Linked DNA regions of Mus musculus: region 1 is linked to region 2. A link is a contact called in public HiChIP or PLAC-seq data. All regions are on one chromosome and are shown on one strand. Each heading gives the region's core, a stretch centred on a gene start, on an enhancer-like site or on the middle of the called end of the contact. The rest is flanking DNA. Distances are from core to core; before and after follow the strand shown. Region 1 overlaps Gipc2 (GIPC PDZ domain containing family, member 2). Region 2 has its middle 21 kb from the start of Gm25056.

Region 1 (3,758 bases), core at 155-2,654, 170 kb before region 2:
GTGTGTCTGCATTCCAGCCCGAGGGATTAAAGGTATGTGCTAAGGGCCAAGTCACACCCTAACTAGAAACCGCTTCAAATATCTCCTTAACACTCTTAGGGGTAGGCGCAGGTAGGAGCTGGCTTGCTGGATACCTAGGCCTATGGGAGGGAAGCCCATAACTCACCCTTACTCTTGAGGTTTCTGTCCTGGAAGGCTGAATGAAAGAATGGTGTTAACATTAGAAATGGGGGCTGGAGAGATGGCTCAACCGTTAAGGGCACTGACTGTTCGTCCAGAGGTCCTGAGTTCAATTCCCAGCAACCACATGGTGGCTCACAACCATCTGTAATGGGATCTGATGCCCTCTTCTAGTGTGTCTGAAGACATCTACAGTGGACTCATACATTAAATAAATAAATAAATAAAGCTTAAAAAAATAAATGGGCATTTGGGGTGTGGAAGGGGCTTTGGGGAAAATTCGGGGTTTTAGATCGATAATGCATTTTATCTGTCATTGACGAACATTGTTTTGGTCAAGGTTTTAAAGTGCTTACAAGGACAAAATGGGGTTGTCATTAATGTTTAATGCAGTATAACTCATTCTGTCACAATGATTCTGTGGAAGAAGATGAATGAAGGGCCAGGTTGTCTTTAATGGGGCGTAGTAAATGTTTGAGATGAATTCTAAGCAAAACTGGTCTAAATATTTTCAATGGAAGACTCAGCTGGTTACCAACATAGGGACTCTTTCTAAGCAAGCTGTAAACCCTTATTGAAAACAAAAATTTGCCAGGTATGGTGTTGCAAGCACTTGAACCACAGTACTCAGGCGGTAGAGGCAGGCAGATCTCTGACTTTGATATTAGACTGGTCTTTGTAGTGAGTACAATCCCCATCGAGAGAGAGAGAGAGAGAGAGAGAGAGATAGAAGTGCGGTTGGGGTGTAGAGTGTTTGCCTAGAATGTCCGGAGTCTTAGGTTCGGTCCCCAGTACCACATAAACCAGGACTTTAAGAATCTTCAGCCTGTAATCTCATCGTGTGCGAGCTGAATGTAGGAGGATCAGGAATTCAAGATCACCTTTGACTACAAATTAAGTTCAAGGCCAGTCTGGGCTACATGAGACCATGTCTCTAAATAAATAAATAAATAAATAAATAAATAAATAAAACAAACCAATAACCAAAAAGTTGTCAACTAGTTAAAAAAAGAAAAAGCTACAAGCACCGTATGTGCATAACACTCATGAATGCATCAGACATAATTGCTAACTCCCAGTTTAGAGCCTTGGCCCAAGGGAACGCCCTTCATGCCCAGCCCTTTGATCTGCTGCCAAGTATCCTGAGCAGCTCAGGGCTCACAGCAGTCGGAGGGAAGTTTTAGATGAATCATCCCAGGCAGGCCAGAGAGAGAAAGCGCAGAGTCACCCGGCTGGGCGGGACTGTGCAACTGCCCTCTCCTTGCTTCTGAAGTCTTTGACTTTGCAGAACTCATGGGCTGGACCGGTTTCTCCTCTGCTCTGTTCAGTCCTCTCTGCCGTTGGCTGTGGTCATCTCGCGTCTTTACCCCTGGTGGCTGGGTGTCTGCTCAGACACCACTTTTAAAGGAAGATTCTGACCCCCCCCTTCTCTCTCTCTCTCTCTCTCTCTCTCTCTCTCTCACACACACACACACACACACACACACATACTCAATGCACGTTTGTGTATGTGCATAATTAAAAATAATCGCAAGATTGTAGAGTTAACACAGCAGTTCTATAAAATGACACCCGTTGGTTTCAATGCTGTGTAAAACCACTCTCTTCCTGTGGGATAAACCGGTGGTAGGGTCTGCTCCTAGTGAACCTGGCTTGTATTTGTCAGTCCCTGAGATCTGTCTGTTCTGGGAACCCAGGGACGGCAAGCATCCCTGGATTTGCAGCTTGGAGTCTGTTGCAACGTTCTGCCAAGCTCTGTCGTCCCACTCAAGATGGAGGCAGGTTAGGGGAGGGCTGTGTTTCCCTTTCTGGGATGGAGGGGGCAGAGGCCAGAGTTCTGGGATTACATCCATCACCCTGGCTCTCCACAGCACTGTTCTTCCCCTGCAAGGCCTCCTGCTAATGGGACAGCCTCTAGAGGATCTCCTGTGTGGAGCATCTGTGAAGGCTTTGCTGCATCTCTCTGTTTTGGGGACTCTGAGTGGAACCCTATTAGGCTTATCTACTGCTACTCCCAATTGAAGGGAGCCATTATATGGCTTTATTTGAGAGGGGTGAAAATATATGCGAATGAAGACAAAGAGACAGAGACAGAGGGAGAGAGGCCTGTGCTTCTGATGTTTGGAGTGAACTTTTTGAACTTATGAAGAAGGACCTTCGCATGTTTCCCATTTTCAGAAAGAGTGTGAATGGCTTTGTTCTGGAGGGAGTGAAGAGCCTCCCTCCCCCCCTCCCCACCTCCTTCCCTCCCTCCATTTCTGCCTCCCTCCCTCCTTCCCACTCCCAGTCACCCTTCACCCTCTCTCAACCATTGGGCAGCCACAGCAGTCTGCTAGTAGGTGTAGGCTGCCCGGCCCAGAGTCCTCCATGCATTCGCTCTGTGGGAGCCTGCTCAGCCCTGTAGACAACATTCTGCTTACAGATAAGGATTTTACTCCTCAAGCTGTAGCTGCAAGCTCCGAGGATGCTGGCTTAGTTGAGAGTCTACAGTCCATGCTTTTAATCACTGCCTGTGGGCCATGGTGCACATTGACCAAAGGGCGATTGCTGTACAGGGTAAACCATTAGCCACGGCCATTAGAACATGACTGTAAGCTATGACGTTGTGTGAAAACCAAGTGTACCATGGGGGCCGTCAGATCTCAGTGGAAAGTCCCCATAGATGTCCCAAAAGGTCAGGGCAGTTGGGCTTGGTGGCTCATGTCTGTAATCACAGTACTCAAGAGGCCAAGGCAGGAAGATCATTGGAGTTTGAAGCAGGCCTGTGCTATATAATGAATTCCAGCAGCTCACCCTGAGCTGGTAAGTAAGAAGAAAAGAGAAAGAAAAGGAAAAAGAAAAAAATATGGTTAAAGGGCCAGATCATATTTTTGAGGAGTTAGAAAAAATGAAATGAGCCCATACATTCAGCTGAAATTTAATGAGAAACATATTTTAAAAATTACATCAGTTTTGAACCGTAAGAGATTAATTTCTTTTTTTCTATGTTACTAAAATACTGATTTTTTTTTCTCTTTCACTTTCTTTATAAATGGCTTCCAGCCATCTAGGATGTAACCCTTCTCTATGGTCTCTTGTGTGCTCGTAAGATTTTGTTTTGCCTTTCCTCCTGACTTCTGAAACTTAAACAGAAGTTCTAGGTGGATCCCAGGGTCTCAGGTGTGCCAGGCACAGGCTCTGAGCTATGCCTCACTCCCTGGACTCTCTTGACCGCTCAGGTAGCGTTCAGTCCCTTTGTGCCTACTGTTTGCTGAGATCCTGTTCTTTGCCCCTGCCCTCAAGTGTGGCATCATACTCCAGGCTAAGTCCTTCGTGGCATGAAGAACCGGGAGAGTGCCACTTCCTCTTGCTACTGAGGAGCCAAGCCACGTTGCTAATGCTTGTCCTGAGACACAACAGGCTTTCGAATCAGTTTTGTCTACACTGATTTCCCTGGGATTCACATCCTGGCTTTGGAGTGGGACTGGAGACGAACGCTTTTCTTCCTACCAGACAGCTAAGATTGAGTTTGTAGGCTTGCTAAAAATGCCAGCTGATCGTCACTAAAGCAATTCACGTCTGTATGAATGCTGCACTTT
Region 2 (3,625 bases), core at 108-2,607:
CTTGTATTCACCTGGCTTTTCCTTCTTTTTCTTTTTATTCAATATGGGATCTATGGTTGAAGTTGTGCTTTTCTGCTCAAGGTGAGTCTTCCTCTTTGCAGTTACACCTGTCTAGGAACACCCACACAGACATGTCTAGATGTGATTCCAAAGTGGCTTTATATCCGGGCAAGTTGACCATAGGGATGAACCACTGGTCAAGTACTATTGGCTGGTTCTCTTATAAAATAGTAACCTGATTTTGAGGCAAAATAATGGAAAAAGTAAAAGGATAAGGAAAAGGTTTTAAAGTGGGATAGTTTTAAAGAGATATGGTCCACGTTGCAAACACTTATCTCTGTAGAAGCTCTGATGGGGACATGTTTGCTTTATTTCCTTTTCTAGTATGTGTGTAATAAGTGAATGTGTCATTAAAATATTAATAATTGTTATAATGACTTACAAAATGCATCTGTTTATCTCAGACATTAAGTTCTTATGCTGAGCTTTACTTTGTAATCAACAGTGTGCTAGAAAGTTGAATGTGGCTAAAACTCAACATCTTAGTAATAATCCCAGAATTCAAGTATTTACAGTTAAGCTGGAGGTTCCATACATAAGAAGGGAAAGAGAGACACATACAGAAGAAGGAGAGCGGAGGCTAATACAATAGTAAGAATGTCTAAAGCCCTAAAAAGGCATGCATATACATTTGTGTATAAATATACACAGATAGCTTAAATGAAAATTTCTCATCTGGTTTGCAATGCTCCCTCCAAAAGACAATGACCAGCTAACAAAAAAACCTAACACCAGTCATGAGAAACCCTACTTTGAGTTTTTAGCCAGTGTTATGTAAAAGAATCCCCAAATGTAACAGGCTATTGCTATTGTCTTTGGTTGTACCTTACTCCCAAAAGTAAAAGGTATGTTCCTATTGCTGAAGACATCACGCACTTCAGACACAGGACCAGGAAGCCCCTGATCCGGAACTGATTTGACAGCCTCCTTTCTGAGGACTAACTTTTACAGTAGGTACCAGAGACACCAGACAAATTTACAAAGGAGGGAATTAAACAAGAGTCTTACCCAGCTGTGATTCGTACGAACTACTGAAGGGGAAGTTTCTGGTTGTGTCACGTGGTGCAGACTCACATGATAGTTTGCTGAGGCAAGACCCAAGAGAGGACTCATGATGGTTGGGGAGAGTATAAATAGGACTCAATAGACAGTGATGGGGAGCTTGCATAGCTAGCTGTGCAAGGCTTCATTGGCCTTGAATCTTCACTGATCTTCATCTTACTGAGAGAGGCATGGTAGAGAACTCCTGGCATTTCTGCAGGTTCTGGTCACTCCTGATGACTCATGCTGATTCAGCAGAGGCCTGGTGGTTTCTGCTGAATTGTGCTGCTGTTGCTGATTTGTGTTTGCTGACACCTTTAAGCTGGACTGTTGGTGTCCTGACAACAGAGATTGGAATAAGCCCAAAGAACTACTTCTAAACAATTCTGTATCCCCTTGTCTTAGTTACCATCTTTTCTCCCTTACATTTGGACTAGAAGCAATGAGTCAAAGCATTTGAGAACCCTTAATAAAGTAGATTTCGACAAATCTAAGCCTACAAACCACAGCAATGACCAGAGAGGCATAATAACCCTTCCATCATGCATGTAGACATGCATCATGCCTTGACAGTAACCAGCTTTGTAACTGAGCTCAAGGCCTGCTCAACAAGAGAGAAATAATTCCTGGTGGTGGAAACCTAGTGAACTCACCAGAGTTAGTGAAGTGATGGATCTTGGAGGGAAACCTACACATACAGTTTTACTATACTAATACAAGCCCTGACAACACTTATACCCACAGTAAGTGCCAACCTTACTCTGCATTAATGAAACTCCTCTTTGGAACAGATGGAGATCATTACAGAAAACCACAAGCAATCAGAATGCAGAGTGGTGGAGCCCAGTCCCAAGTGACTTATCTACAATTCAACACCTGCACTCAAGGATCAGGGATCATCGTGGGGGGGGGGTTGTGGAAAAATTTAAGACACAGAAAATAAGGGAGTTTACCATGAAATTGTGTCTCCTAGTAATGTCAGGAGCCATATCCATAAACCCTCACCAATATGACTGTCAAAACATGAGCTGTACAAGGAAACAACACTAGACAAGCCTATGTGGTGGGGAAGGCCCAGGAGGCCTCAACTCTATACAAAGAACCACAGGGAGGCAAGGATGCTGAGAGCAGGAGGAGGAGTGTTTCCTAGGGAAGAGCATACTGGTTAGCTATCTGACATCAAACGGTCAGCCCTGAAAACATTTGAGTGACATTATACAGATTGAGCAAGCACATGGATACACACACACACACACACACACACACACACACACATATATATATACATACACACACACACACACACACACACACACACACACACACACACACACGTAACAATCAGTGAAGAAAGGGGCATGAATGTGAAAGAGAGCAATGAAGGGCATATGGAGGGTTTGGTGGGAGGAAAGGGGAGGGTGAACGCATTCATTATATTATAATCTCAAGAAAAAGTTAATTAACAAAAAACCCAACTTGTTTCAGCCTGGCTTGGGCATGGCTAAGGGTGTGGGCCATGCAGAGTGCACAGGGAAGGCTGAGGGAGCAAAACTGGATGGCGTTCATAGGCTGCTTAGAGAAGGCCTCCAAGAGGGGCTAAAGGTGACCTTGGAGTTTGTTTAGAGGGGAACTGGCTCGGCAGAGAACTGAGTCCATGTATTTCAGGTAGATGGGGAATCATAAACAGACATAGACAAATGGGAGAAAGCTCATGGCATGTAGTATTTGAAGTGAGGCAAAATATGTCTACATTTTTGTTTATTCAGCATGTGAGCACATTGGTGTCTTGTTAGACACAGTGTTGCTTTTGTATGAATGGATGAGAGAGACATATATTTTCAACTGGCACAATACATAAAATAAGTGTTCTAGAACCATGGTGGTATAGATTAATTGGTTAACTGTCACTTGCTTGCTGTGTGTTACAGACCAAGGCAATTTAGGCAATTTCTTAATAAAACAGGAGGTGTGGAACAAGTTCAAAGTCTATCTAAACATTCTACAGAGCAAACCAAACAAGTGTCTGATTTCCCAGTTTCTCCTTCTGACCAAGATATCTGATAGAGTCAACCAAATCGCTGAGCCTCACTAACGTGTGTGAGGCGCAGACTTCATTCTCCCCACACGGCCAGTTGGTAGCCATTGTCAAGTGTGGTGCCTGGAAATCTCCCTTCAGCGGACTGCAGAGATTGAGAGAACTGAAACAGCAGGCCACAGGGATGCACTGCCAGGATGCCTTTCAAACAAATGTGATTTATCATGTTTTAGGATCTCCTCTGCCTTCCAGCCCTTCCTCACATGTTAGAATGCCTTCACACAGATGAGCACTGTGTCAAATGTATTTTATTTGGATAGCTTCCTGGGTTTCTTCTCTCCTGGACTGCATAGGGCAGAATAAGCAATTCTTTGAAATTTGGCAGAGTTTCACATGGGCCAATCTTTTAAATTATATTTTAACTCCCAACTTCTCCCCGTCCTCTCTTTCCTGCAGTGAAGCATTTGTTTCTTTTTGAGAAATTTATTT

Evidence for each region. HiChIP or PLAC-seq counts read pairs in DNA pulled down with a chosen protein or histone mark.
Region 1: a contact with region 2 is called in a CTCF HiChIP or PLAC-seq map of the NIH/3T3 cell line, with 8 read pairs. The contact joins two enhancer-like sites. A contact is called at or near these places in 1 of 15 datasets of contacts at CTCF or cohesin (the NIH/3T3 cell line) and 2 of 9 other capture datasets (adipose tissue and liver).

Annotation. Positions count from the first base shown.
Region 1 is chr3:152,112,622-152,116,379 of GRCm38.p6, reverse strand. All of the region lies in intron 3 of Gipc2 (GIPC PDZ domain containing family, member 2), which reads left to right. Among named protein-coding and RNA genes, the nearest start is that of Gm40179, 7.3 kb to the right of the region's middle. Within about 2 kb of position 1,404, at least 168 of the 459 cell types and tissues checked have an H3K27ac peak or open chromatin away from gene starts, as enhancers often do. A contact at or near this core is called in the NIH/3T3 cell line, where this site is marked.
Region 2 is chr3:151,945,948-151,949,572 of GRCm38.p6, reverse strand. No RefSeq gene overlaps it. Among named protein-coding and RNA genes, the nearest start is that of Gm25056, 21 kb to the right of the region's middle. Within about 2 kb of position 1,357, at least 9 of the 459 cell types and tissues checked have an H3K27ac peak or open chromatin away from gene starts, as enhancers often do. A contact at or near this core is called in the NIH/3T3 cell line, where this site is marked.